Regions from separate parts of the Muntiacus reevesi genome. Here region 1 is linked to region 2. The links are chromatin contacts, called in public Hi-C maps. All regions are on one chromosome and are shown on one strand. The core of a region is the stretch at or near the end of the contact, and the rest is flanking DNA. Distances in the headings are between cores, read along the strand shown.

Region 1 (5,340 bases), core at 2,186-4,685, 300 kb after region 2:
TAGTCACAGCGAGTGGGGGCTACCCTAGTTGCGGCACATGGGCTTCTCTTCTGAAGCAGGGGCCCTGGAGCACTGGCTTCGGTAGTAGCCACACACCACACTGGCTTAGCTGCTCCACAGCATGTGGAATCTTCCCAAACCAGGATCAAACTCGAGTCCCCTGCACCAGCAGGCGGATTCTTAGCCACTGGACCACGAGGGAAGTCCTCGGCCTTGGAATTTTATCTATCCTCCTCCACAAGGCCCTACGTGGTCTTCCCTGACCTCATCTCCACCTCCGTGGGTTCACTCCACTGAAGCACAGTGGCTTCTTGGTGTTCTTTAACAGGCTGATCTTGTTCTGGCCACAGAAACTTTGCATGTACTATTCTCTCTGGCAGAACTCTCTTACTCAGGATTTTCTCAGGGGTCAGCTGAAAAATCGCCTCATTAAAGTTTCGTGTTCCCAATTTATTCTCCAAAGCAGCTCACCTCCCCTGTTCCATCACGACCATTGTGACCAGTTGTTTTTTTTTTTTCCCTCTTCCTGGCACTAACCACCATCTCCAAATCATGTTTGCTTGTTTATTGTCTGTCTGCCCTGGTCCAGCTAGTGACTCCAGGACCGGGTCGTTCAGTATTTTATAAACAAATTAGTGAAGCGTCTGTTCTACCGCACCTAGGCCCTGTGGCCTGGTTTCTCAGTTTGTGTTTTTCTCTGCTGTACTGGGGGCTTCCAGCTCCGAAGCCAGCCAGATCCCCATCGGGGCTCGCCAGCCGCCCTCCCACCCGTCCTAGCTGCGGGGGAGGCAGCCCCGTGCGAGGGCGGCGGCGGCGCCCGGCGGCCCGAGCAGCCGCCCCGGCAGGACCAGACCTGGCAGTCGCCCCGCTCCCGGCCTGGCACCCGGGAGGGGAAACTGGCAGGCGGGCACCGCCCTTCCTGGCGGGGGTGGGGAGGGGATCGCGGTGGCAACGACGCGCAGGCAACTGCATCCCCTCGCCCGGGTCAGGTCAAACGCAGCGGGCGTGGGCTGGGCAGGACCCAGGGGCCAGCCCGGTGGGGGAAACTCTGGGGTGGCTCCTGGGGCTCTGGAGCGCGGCCCGCCCACCGCGGACGCTCTGGACCCAGGCCTGGGGCTTTCCGGGCCTCGGTAGCCGCCAGCCTGGGAAAATCCCGGCCCCCTTCCCGGCGCCGCAGCCCTGCCCGGCAGAGCGGGGGAGGGGATTCCCGGAATCTGCCCGGAGACCGCTGTCGCGTCACTGGGCAGAATCGGCCCATGTTTGGACAGCGCTTCCGCAGCGTCAGCGGGGAAAGCCCCGGAGCGCGCGGCTGGGCGGTGCCGCGCCTGCGCGCTGAGCGTTTCGCCCCAGGCATCCTGTCCCCTGGCGCCGGGGGTGGGGTGGGGGGGTGGCTGGACTGTGTACCCACCCTGGACCTTTCAATCCGGGAGATCAGGAGACGCGAGAAGGGTTGGATACCCGGGCTGAGGACGCAAGATGCCTGAACAGAACTGGCGAGGTTGACAAGGCTACAGGATCAAGCCACAAACAGCCGTGGGGTGGGGGCTGTCCAGTACTCCCCTCCCTCCGCCCGCCCGGCTTGAAAAAAAAGACAACAGAAATTAATAAAGAACTTTTTTTTTTACTTAAATAGATTCAATAAAAAGGACAATAAACGAACTCACACATAAACAAAGCTTAAAATAAATCCTTTAGAAACCGACTGCGTGTTTCTTCACAGTACGGTTCAGAGGGGGGAGGGCAGGGGGCGGGGGTCCCCTCCCCAGTATCCCCGAGGACTAGAGTACCGGGCGGCGGAACCAGCTCCGCCGCAATCGCCCCCTCCTCCCCTCCCTGTTAAATACACAAATATATTATATTCAATATGAATTGAGTTCTGCAGAAAAAAAAATAAAAAAAAAAATAGTGGAAGGGGGGCTTGTAAACGTTGAGGTGGAAGGACTGGGCGCAGAGCGGGCGAGCAGGAGTCCAGTGTGGTTTGTAGCGTCCTCAGGCCCCAGGGCCAGTGCCCACCGCCTGCCCCCTCGCCCCATGGGAGGCGTGCGCCCAGCCGTCCAGGTTGGGGAAATGTCCGTACGGGGGATAAGGGGGCGCTCAGAAGGCGTGTCCCTTGACCCCAAGCAGCAGTTGGCAGCCGTTGCTGACGTGGGTCATGACCTTCTGTTTGAGCTGGGCCACCTGCTCCCGGAGGAGGCCGGCAGTGCTGGACAGCCCCGCGTTCTCCGCCTTGAGTGTCTTCACCTTGTCCTCCAGGCGCGCGATGCGCTCCAGCTTCCGCTTCCGGCACTTGGTGGCCGCCAGCCGGTTTCGCAGCCGCTTGCGCTCTACTTTGATGCGCTCCTGGTCTTCCATGTTGATGGGGGACACCGGCGGCGTGGCATCGCGGCTGCGCGCCTCAGGCACGGTCTGCGGTTCCTCCTTGAAGGCGGAGGCGCCACGGCCCAGGCCCAGCTGCGCCGGGTGGCCGCCGGCGAAGGGCGGCGCGTGTGGGAGGTAGCTGATGGTGGCCGTCGGGTAGGAGCTCCCTGTCCCGACGGCGGCCCCGGCTCCTCCGGAGGGCGCAGAGGCCGGAGAATAGCTGCTGAGGTTGGTGTAGACTGGCGGCGGCTCCGGGCCAGCGTAGACGCTCCCGGGCCCGGCTGGGGGGCCCCCGCTGGCGCCCAGGGACACGTTGGGGGGCGTCACGTGGTTCATCTTGTGCAGGTCGTCCAGCGCTTTTACAAAGCCGTCGGCGAAACCTTCCTGCTCCTCAGTGACACCGCCCCCTGCGCCCCCCGCACCTCCACCGCTGCCACCCCCGCGGGGGTAAAAGTACTGTCCCGGGGGCGTGGGCGTCGTCGTGATCACGCCGTTGCTGTTGGGGACGATCAGGCGCTCCAGCTCCGATGAGGCTAGCTTGAGCGACGCGCCTGTGTCCGAACCCTGGCTGGAAAAGTAGCTGCCTCCGCCGTTGCCCTCTGGGCCGGGACCCCGCGCACCGGGTGCTTTGAGATTTCGGTAGGGGTCGGCCAGGTTGAGCGCCAGGCTGGGTTTCAGGAGTTTGTAGTCGTGTAGAGAGAGGCCGCCCGGGGTCCGGCCGTATCCCGCCGCTGCGTATGAGTCGTCGTGGTAGAAGGGCTGTTCCATTTTAGTGCACATCCGGGCGGCCCGGGCGGTCTGAGGGGGTCCCTGCGGGGCCGCCCCGGGCCTCGCTGCAGGGAGCCGCGCGCAGTCCGCGGCTCTGCCTGTATCAGGTGTCTGTACGAACGTTCCTGAGGGCTGGCACTGGTCGGGAGAGGCCAGTCGGAGGCTGTAGGAGGAAGCTCTGTGCGGCTTCTCGAGCCCCTCTGCCCCTCTCTGGCGCGCTCGTTTTCTTGGTGTCGCTTCCCCCTTGCTCCCTGCTCCCTGCTGGCTCCGGTGCTGGCCTGGCCGTGCTCAAGGTCCCGGCCGCTCCGCCAGAGCCACAAGCCTTTATACCCCGGTTGTCAGCCGCGGAAGTGCGCTCTGATTGGCTGTCGCCCGAGCCAGGCCCCCGCGCCCCCCTTCTGGAGCGTGGGGAAGGGGAGGAGGCGGCTCGCGTCATTGTCAGGAAGCGCGTGTCCTTGTAAACAGCGGCCACGGGCTGGGTGGCTCGGAGCGCCTGCAGGGGGAGGGGCCAGAGGACCCTAGGGTGCGTGAGGAAGGGGGTGCTGGGGCGATCCGAGGCACACCGGGAGAGGTTTCGGGGAGGGTGATGATTTCACCGATACAAGGGATACGAGGAATTGGTACTGAGCAAGTGTGTGTATGTTGGGGGGAGGGGGTGGTCCCGGGATGCACACGGAAAGGCCTGAGTGATCTGGAGTCTTTCAGAGGTGCTGGAGGGCTGAGAATACACTGAGAGACCCCGCAAAGGAGAGACAGGAAGGTTAAGCAAGGTAGATGGGGAAGCGGGGGAGGAGACATCTGACTCAGAAACTGAGTGGGGGTCCAGAGTACAGAAGGGTTGAGGGGCTGAATTTTCCCAGGAGGAGCTGAACCCGGGTAAGTAAGAGCGATCAAAAGTGCACCTGGGAGAGGCTGGAGGGTCCACTATGCAAAAAATGAGTCGGGGTCCTGGAGCCCACCGGAGAGAGACAGAGTCCCCCACACGCGGGAAGGGGAAGGAATTGAGAGAAACTAGAAATGCATAAAGTGAGTGAGGATCCTGGGGTACACTGAGGCAAGGAAAATACGTGGCGTAGAAGACTGGGATACTGTCAGAGGTTGGGGGTCACTGGGGTCATCTGCGAAGCCCCAGTGAAGGAGAGAATTAGAAGGGTCGAGGCACCCTTTCAGAATTGAGATAATATTAAGAGGGTCCCCAGTTGAGACCTGAGAGAAGGAGGGGTCGGGACCTTCCATGATCGGCTCCCCCTCTCGTGGGTGCCTGTATACTCCCCACCCCAAAGCCCTCCCCTAGTGACCCTGAGGTTGACCGACACCGTGTCGGCTCCTGGTGCCTAGACCCAGCCCGACGGCTGGGGCGCGGTCGCCCAACCCCACTCCTTCCTTAGAAACAGGCTGGGGAAAGAGCGCCGCGGCAGGAAGTGTGGCAACAGCCCCGGGGGACGGAGCCCGGCCCTGCCTCCGTCACTCGAATCCTACGGGACCAGGAGCCCCGCCCTGTGTCCGGCGGGGTTCAGGGCCTCGTAAGAGGAACCTGAGCAGGCGACCCCCGAGGAAGCCAGGGGCGCTGAAATAGCCCAGCTGCAGAGGTCTCCAGTCACCGATTCCCACCCCAGGAATGGTTCAGTCCTCGGAGCCCGCAGGGAATGGCGGAGGCTGGCAGTCCCGGACGATTCCACCGGCCCGAGGGAGGGGGACCCACCAAGGAGCGGGGTCTGGTCGCCATGGCAACAGGCGGGAGTCCGCCGGCCGGACTGGGGGCGGGACGGCCCCCGGAGTCTCGCCCCGACGCCCATATAAGGGCACAGGAAGGGGTGGGGCTAGCACTGTCCCGGGGCCCAGGCCAGGAGCCGGCCGCCCCGGTATCTGCCAGGTCCCAGGGCACGCCCGGGCCCCCGGACGGCTAGTCCCGACCAGCCCCGGCCGCCGCCCCCGGGGCCCCCACGGCCGCCTGGCCCGGCCCCACCCAGCCGCTCTGAGGCCGCGTCCTGCCAGGCCCTGCCTGGCCCGACCCAGCCTGGCAGGTCCCCGCCTGCCCGCGGGCCTGGGTCGGACTTCGCCCCCAGCCCGACGGGCGAAGAGGGGGCGGGCCAATGCCTCGAGGCGACCCCGGCGCCTGGGCGGGCTGACACGGCTGCCTCTTACCTCTAGCCGGGTGCCCTTACTTTCTGCCAGGAGGTCTGGCACATACATCTGTAGGGGCTGCGGTGGCCC
Region 2 (5,090 bases), core at 679-3,178:
AGGAGGGGGAAGGGGAGTGCCTGGAATTCTCTGAAGTTGGAAACGCAAACACCAACGATTGAAAAACCTTACTGAAAGGGCAGCATAGCTCCCAGTTAAAAAAAAAAGGTCCGACCCTGAGGAGTTTCAAGAACCAAGCCTCCCTTCTCCCAGTTCCAGAAGGAGTCGGTGAGGTTCACCTCCCAGTCCGTTAAAACAGCACCGATGGGAGCAGCAGGTCTGGCGGGAAGGCGCCCGCGCCCCCGGCTCAAGCTCCTTGGCGTCGCTGCTGCACACAGGTAGCGATGGCTCCCCGGGGGCAGAGTCCCTCTCGGGGCCTCTGGGCAGCCCGGGCGACGGCTCCTCTCCACGGCTTGGGCGAGCGCTCCCCCGGGGGTGGGCCTCGCCTCGGGTCTGCGTACTCTGGCCGACGGTTCGGCCCGCGCTATGGGGTCCGGTAGCGCCGCTCAGGAACCCTCAGAAAGCCACCACGGCCCGCACCAGCACGTTGAGCATGTTGTCCGCCGGGCGGCAAGCCGGCTTCGCCTCGCATGCCGGGGACGCCGTCGGAGAGCTGGCAGCGGGACTGCAGTTCAGGAGGCCGGAGAAGCGCCTCTGCAGGACGCGCGCCAGGTTGGGGAAGGCGCCCTCCGCTTGCGCCGGAGGGGGCTGCAGGCGATCAAGGGCCTCCGAAGAGGCCCCTTCCTCCTCCTCCTCTTCTTCTAAGCGGGCTTTCTTGCTCGGAACCAGAGCGGCGTCCGCACCATCGCTAAGGCTGCTGCTCCGCCGCTTTCGGCTGATTTTGGCGGGGCGCTGGACACAGCGGGCGGGGGCCTCCTCGGCTCTCGGTGCCTCCTGCGTGTCCATGGGTTCCGGAGAGGGCTGCTCACCGTCCCCGGGAGCTGCCTTGGCTGCGGCTTCAGCTTCCCGAGGAGGGTGCAGGCGAGGGTCAGGGGAGCGGACGGGCGGCGAGGACACCTCGGGTTCGTGGACTCCCACCTTGGCCGAGAGGTAGAGCTCCCGGGCGCTGCGCATTACCAGCGACAGCTGCAGGCTCCGGTGCAGCCGCAGGCCACCGCGCTGCATTCGCGAATGGTACATCTTCCACACCGACAGGGTCATGATCCGTTGCGCCTCTTTCTGCACTTCCATAGCTGCTCGACGGCGACGGCGAGGGCGGCAGGGACTCCCGGCTGGGCACGGCAGGTGGCAGGTGCACTTCGGACAACGCGCTCGTTCACGCCACTCTCAGCAGGACAAGCCACGCGGAGACACTACCAGGACGCTCTGCCCCGGCGCCCGCCACCCGGACCCTTTTGTACCCGGAGTGAAGTCACCGAGACGCCCCGCCCAACCAGAGAGCCGCATCCGGGCTTTCCGCGACGCCTCGGCGAGAGACTCCTTAAAGCGACAGGGTGGAATTTACTGAGAGAAGAAAAGGGACCCGAACTCCTGAGAAGCGTCCCCCCATCCAAGCTGAACTCTCAGGATGGTCTGCTTTCTCAGGGCCGCTCACTGAACCCGCGCGAAGGCCCCGGAGAGGGGGGCCGTGGATGGGGCTCAGGGCCCCCCACCGGTTGTGTCTGGAGACCCCAGCGGGTCGTAGGCTGCACGTTTCCCTTCGGACCCGAGAAAACTTGGGTTCCAAACGGTAGAGCCCCGGTGGGAACTGTCTACCATCTACCAGGAGCCTAATTAATGTTTGTGGGTTTTTTTAATCAATAATGGTGCTGACAATTATTAAGCACTTGCTAAGTGCCAGGCGCTAAAGGCTTTCCTCTCATAAACATCTCATTGATCTCTCACTTGCACTTCATGGAGGGCTAGTTGTATTTTATTTCTTTAGGCGGGGACACCGAGGCACAGCGATTCGTCCAATATTTGCTAAACGAATACTTGAGTCACTGCGGTGAAAGGGGACCAGGGGAGCCTCCAGCACGCCTGTCTTGCCAGCGTCCGCCCACCCTCCTCACTCCCCTTGTTTGGAGACGGTAAGAAGGCGGGACACACTGGCTGGCTCTAGGGCAAAGTTGCCCACTCCACAGGAGGTGGATGTCTGCAGACAGGAGCGCAGCCCAAGCTACTGTCTCTGTGCTCCGCATCGAACATCCCTCTCAGTTTCCCTCCGCACGAAATCCACCGTGGGCGTCCATACCCTAAGGCGGAGGACCCGGCAGCAACACAGCCAGAGTGAGCACGTGGCTGTGGCCCCCCAAAGGACGCAGCCGAGCTCCGCCTCTGCTCCCGGGGAGGCGGAGTTGGATTAGGACTTGGAAACTGAGCAAGGCAGAGATAGAGCAGATGGATAGAAAACAGCGGCCCCACCTTCTGCTACGCACTAAGGTTTCAAGATATATTTCCAGTTCTTCAAAACCCGCGGAATTGTTCGAACAGCTCCCTTCATTCGTGGTGTGGGCCCTTTAAGGGCAAGCTCCCCCGCCCCCTCCACACGGGTGCGCGAACCTTCCCGCCACTCTGTCAGCCATACTTCCACAACTAAATTTGGAAGTAGTGACGTAGGGCAAGAGCGAGCCGCTTCCGGATGCCCTTATAAGGACAAGGGCCAGGATCGCGGGTACGTGACCGTAGCCGGCCTCTTCCGGATGAGCGGGGGTGGTGCCTTAGCCTCCCCGCACGCCCCTCCGCTCTCCCTCTACCGGCAGCTAGAGCTGGCTGGAGCCCCCGGTTTCCGGAGCCTCGTGCAGCGGGGTCGGCGGAGAGTGAGAGGAAAGTTTTGCTTCTTTCCCTCCGGAGGCCAGAAAGGTGTGACACCTCTCCGGGAAAGTACCCTGCCAGCGGGCTTGCACTGAAGCCATCTCCCAGAGACCTACACACACAGACCTTGCCAACACAAGTAGCAACTCCCTAAGGACCTAAGGGTCACTACATTCCTGTCCTCGCCACCCCTCCCATGGAAACCCTCCCAGACCCCCCTTTCAACTATTTCTGCACCTCCACCAAACTCTGATCTGCACCTTTGGAGCATGCTCAGATCCTCCAACACCCAACCCCGGCACAGGGAAATTCAGCAAGTATTCTCTCGTCTATAAGAATTCTCCCCAAACTGTCTCCATTCCACAGCGATCCTTCCACATATTACAGCAACCTGCTGAGGACGCCCCCATTTCTTGTCCCTTCCTTCCCTGAAACTTCACAACGACATCTCCAGCTCTGATGCTCTCTCTGACGCACAACAGGGGCAACCCTCCAAGGACTTCAGACGTCCCGCTCCAGAAATCCGGACCCTACACAGGAGACAGCTGCTTCCCTCCTATAAAAAAACTGATTTTCCCAGCGACCCCACATAGAAGGGCTCTGTCACATAGGTGGCAATCCTATGTGTCCCTCTCCAGACTTTCCCGGTCCCTCTTCACACGCTGAGGACTTCCTGCAGACCATTCTCAGAACCACCACCGCACCCCTTCCGGCGACCCCAAGGGTCGCACCCAGAAAGACCTCACCACCACCACCCCTCGAAGCTTCTCTAGGGCCCCTATTCAGGACCAACCCGCCCCAGGGCGATCTCGAGGCTTCCCTCCTCCGCAGGAAAAAAAGATGAGGGGAGAGTCTCCCTCAGAACTTCATATAGAATGCCCGCACTTCACCCTGCCCCCAAACCTGCCACTCCACGACCCTGGCCTGGGACCATCTCCCATCTCCTAGGACAGGATTTGGGTACAGGCTCAAGGAGTCCATAACGACGGCCCACAAATGAATGAGCCCCTTCCCCAGCCATAATCTCGCCTGTTTTGAAGGAGACATTATGTACATTGCTCGGAAGGGAAAACTGAGGTTGCGCAGCAACAATCCGAGGGGCTGGGTCTCGAACCGAGGGATTCGGAGCTCTTGAGTGGAACCCAGTGAGATAGAACTAGGACACTGCTGGGGACCGAGAACGAAGGGGCGGTTCTTGCAGACAGGAAACCGTCTCTGCCCACAACCAAGATGACTGAAGAGAGAGCGGATGTTTCCGCACTTCGGGTCGAGGGCCACTCTTTCTCCCCTGGCGGCCCCGCTCTCGATGGTGGCACGGGTCACGTGACCGGGGGCGGGGTGACGGCGCGTCCCTCACCTCTTGGAGGGAATTAGCTTCCGAGGCCGAGAAGGGAGGGGATTCGGCCTCGGGAGGGTGGGGGGCGTGACATGTCTCTCGAAGATCCTTTTTTTGTAGTCCGAGGGTGAGTGACAGCGATGCGGCAGGACACGGGATATTGTGTCCCCTTGCCAACTAGTGCCCGCGTGCCAGCCGGTGCATGTCAGGCATTCTGGGCACCGCCGTCGGGATCGCCCTGTGGCCATGTGGGAGGGGTCCGCAGGGGGACATGAGGGTCTCCTGAGCTCTCAACCTGTTTGGGGGCGTAATGGTGGGCGGGAGGACCGCGTTCTCCCCCCGGCCAGCCGCGCGCGCTGTGCCCCTGCCCGCAGCGAGGTGCAGAAGGCGGTGAACACGGCCCGCGGGCTGTACCAGCGGTGGTGTGAGCTCCTGCAGGAGAGCGCGGTGGTCGGACACGAGGAGCTGGACTGGACGACCAACGAGCTGCGGAATGGCCTGCGCAGCATCGAGTGGGACCTCGAAGACCTGGAGGAAACCATTGATATCCTGGGGGGGTGGGTGGCATGGGAGAGTCCATTGCAGGGGCAGGGGGCGCTGAGAGCCAGCACTTGGGGGAGGCTGCACACCTAGGAGGTGTTGAGGACTTTGAGGCGAAGGAGGGCGCACGTTCTGTCGGGCTCTGGCTTTGACTCTTGACTCGCCGCATACGCATAGTGGAAGCCAACCCCGGCAAGTTCAAGCTCCCAGCTGGAGACCTTCAGGAGAGAAAAGTGTTTGTGCAGAAGATGCGGGAAGCAGTGCAGGTGAAGAGTGTTCCCGATGGGGTGAGGAGGGTTGGGGTGTGTTTTTACTCTCTGATGCTGTCCTTATCTGTAGGAAATGAAAGATCATATGGTCAGCCCGGCAGCCGTAGCCTTCATGGAGAGGAATAACAAGGAGGTAAGGCATTCCCACCCAGGGCCCTCACCTGCTGTGTCTCGGGTTGAGCCTCAGAGTGCAAGCCTGGCCCCTCTGCATTCGCCTGTTTCCTGGGGACCCGTGCGTCTGCCCCTCTGCA

What was found. A called contact is a pair of places that touch in the nucleus more often than the background predicts.
Region 1: a Hi-C map of blood shows a contact between it and region 2, with 2.3 times the contacts expected there. The contact joins the promoter of JUNB here to the promoter of IER2 in region 2. A contact is called at or near these places in 2 of 3 Hi-C or Micro-C datasets (blood and muscle).

What each region holds. Positions count from the first base shown.
Region 1 is chr1:191,205,325-191,210,664 of mMunRee1.1, forward strand. It overlaps JUNB (JunB proto-oncogene, AP-1 transcription factor subunit), which reads right to left and starts at 3,436. Exons shown (of 1, transcript XM_065917663.1): 1 at 1,602-3,436. The coding sequence starts at 3,138. The coding sequence ends at 2,095.
Region 2 is chr1:190,904,929-190,910,018 of mMunRee1.1, forward strand. It overlaps IER2 (immediate early response 2), which reads right to left and starts at 1,929. Exons shown (of 1, transcript XM_065917636.1): 1 at 1-1,929. The coding sequence starts at 1,131. The coding sequence ends at 457. STX10 (syntaxin 10) reads left to right here and starts at 4,022. Exons shown (of 8, transcript XM_065932055.1): 1 at 4,022-4,157; 2 at 4,405-4,574; 3 at 4,742-4,836; 4 at 4,910-4,972. The coding sequence starts at 4,123.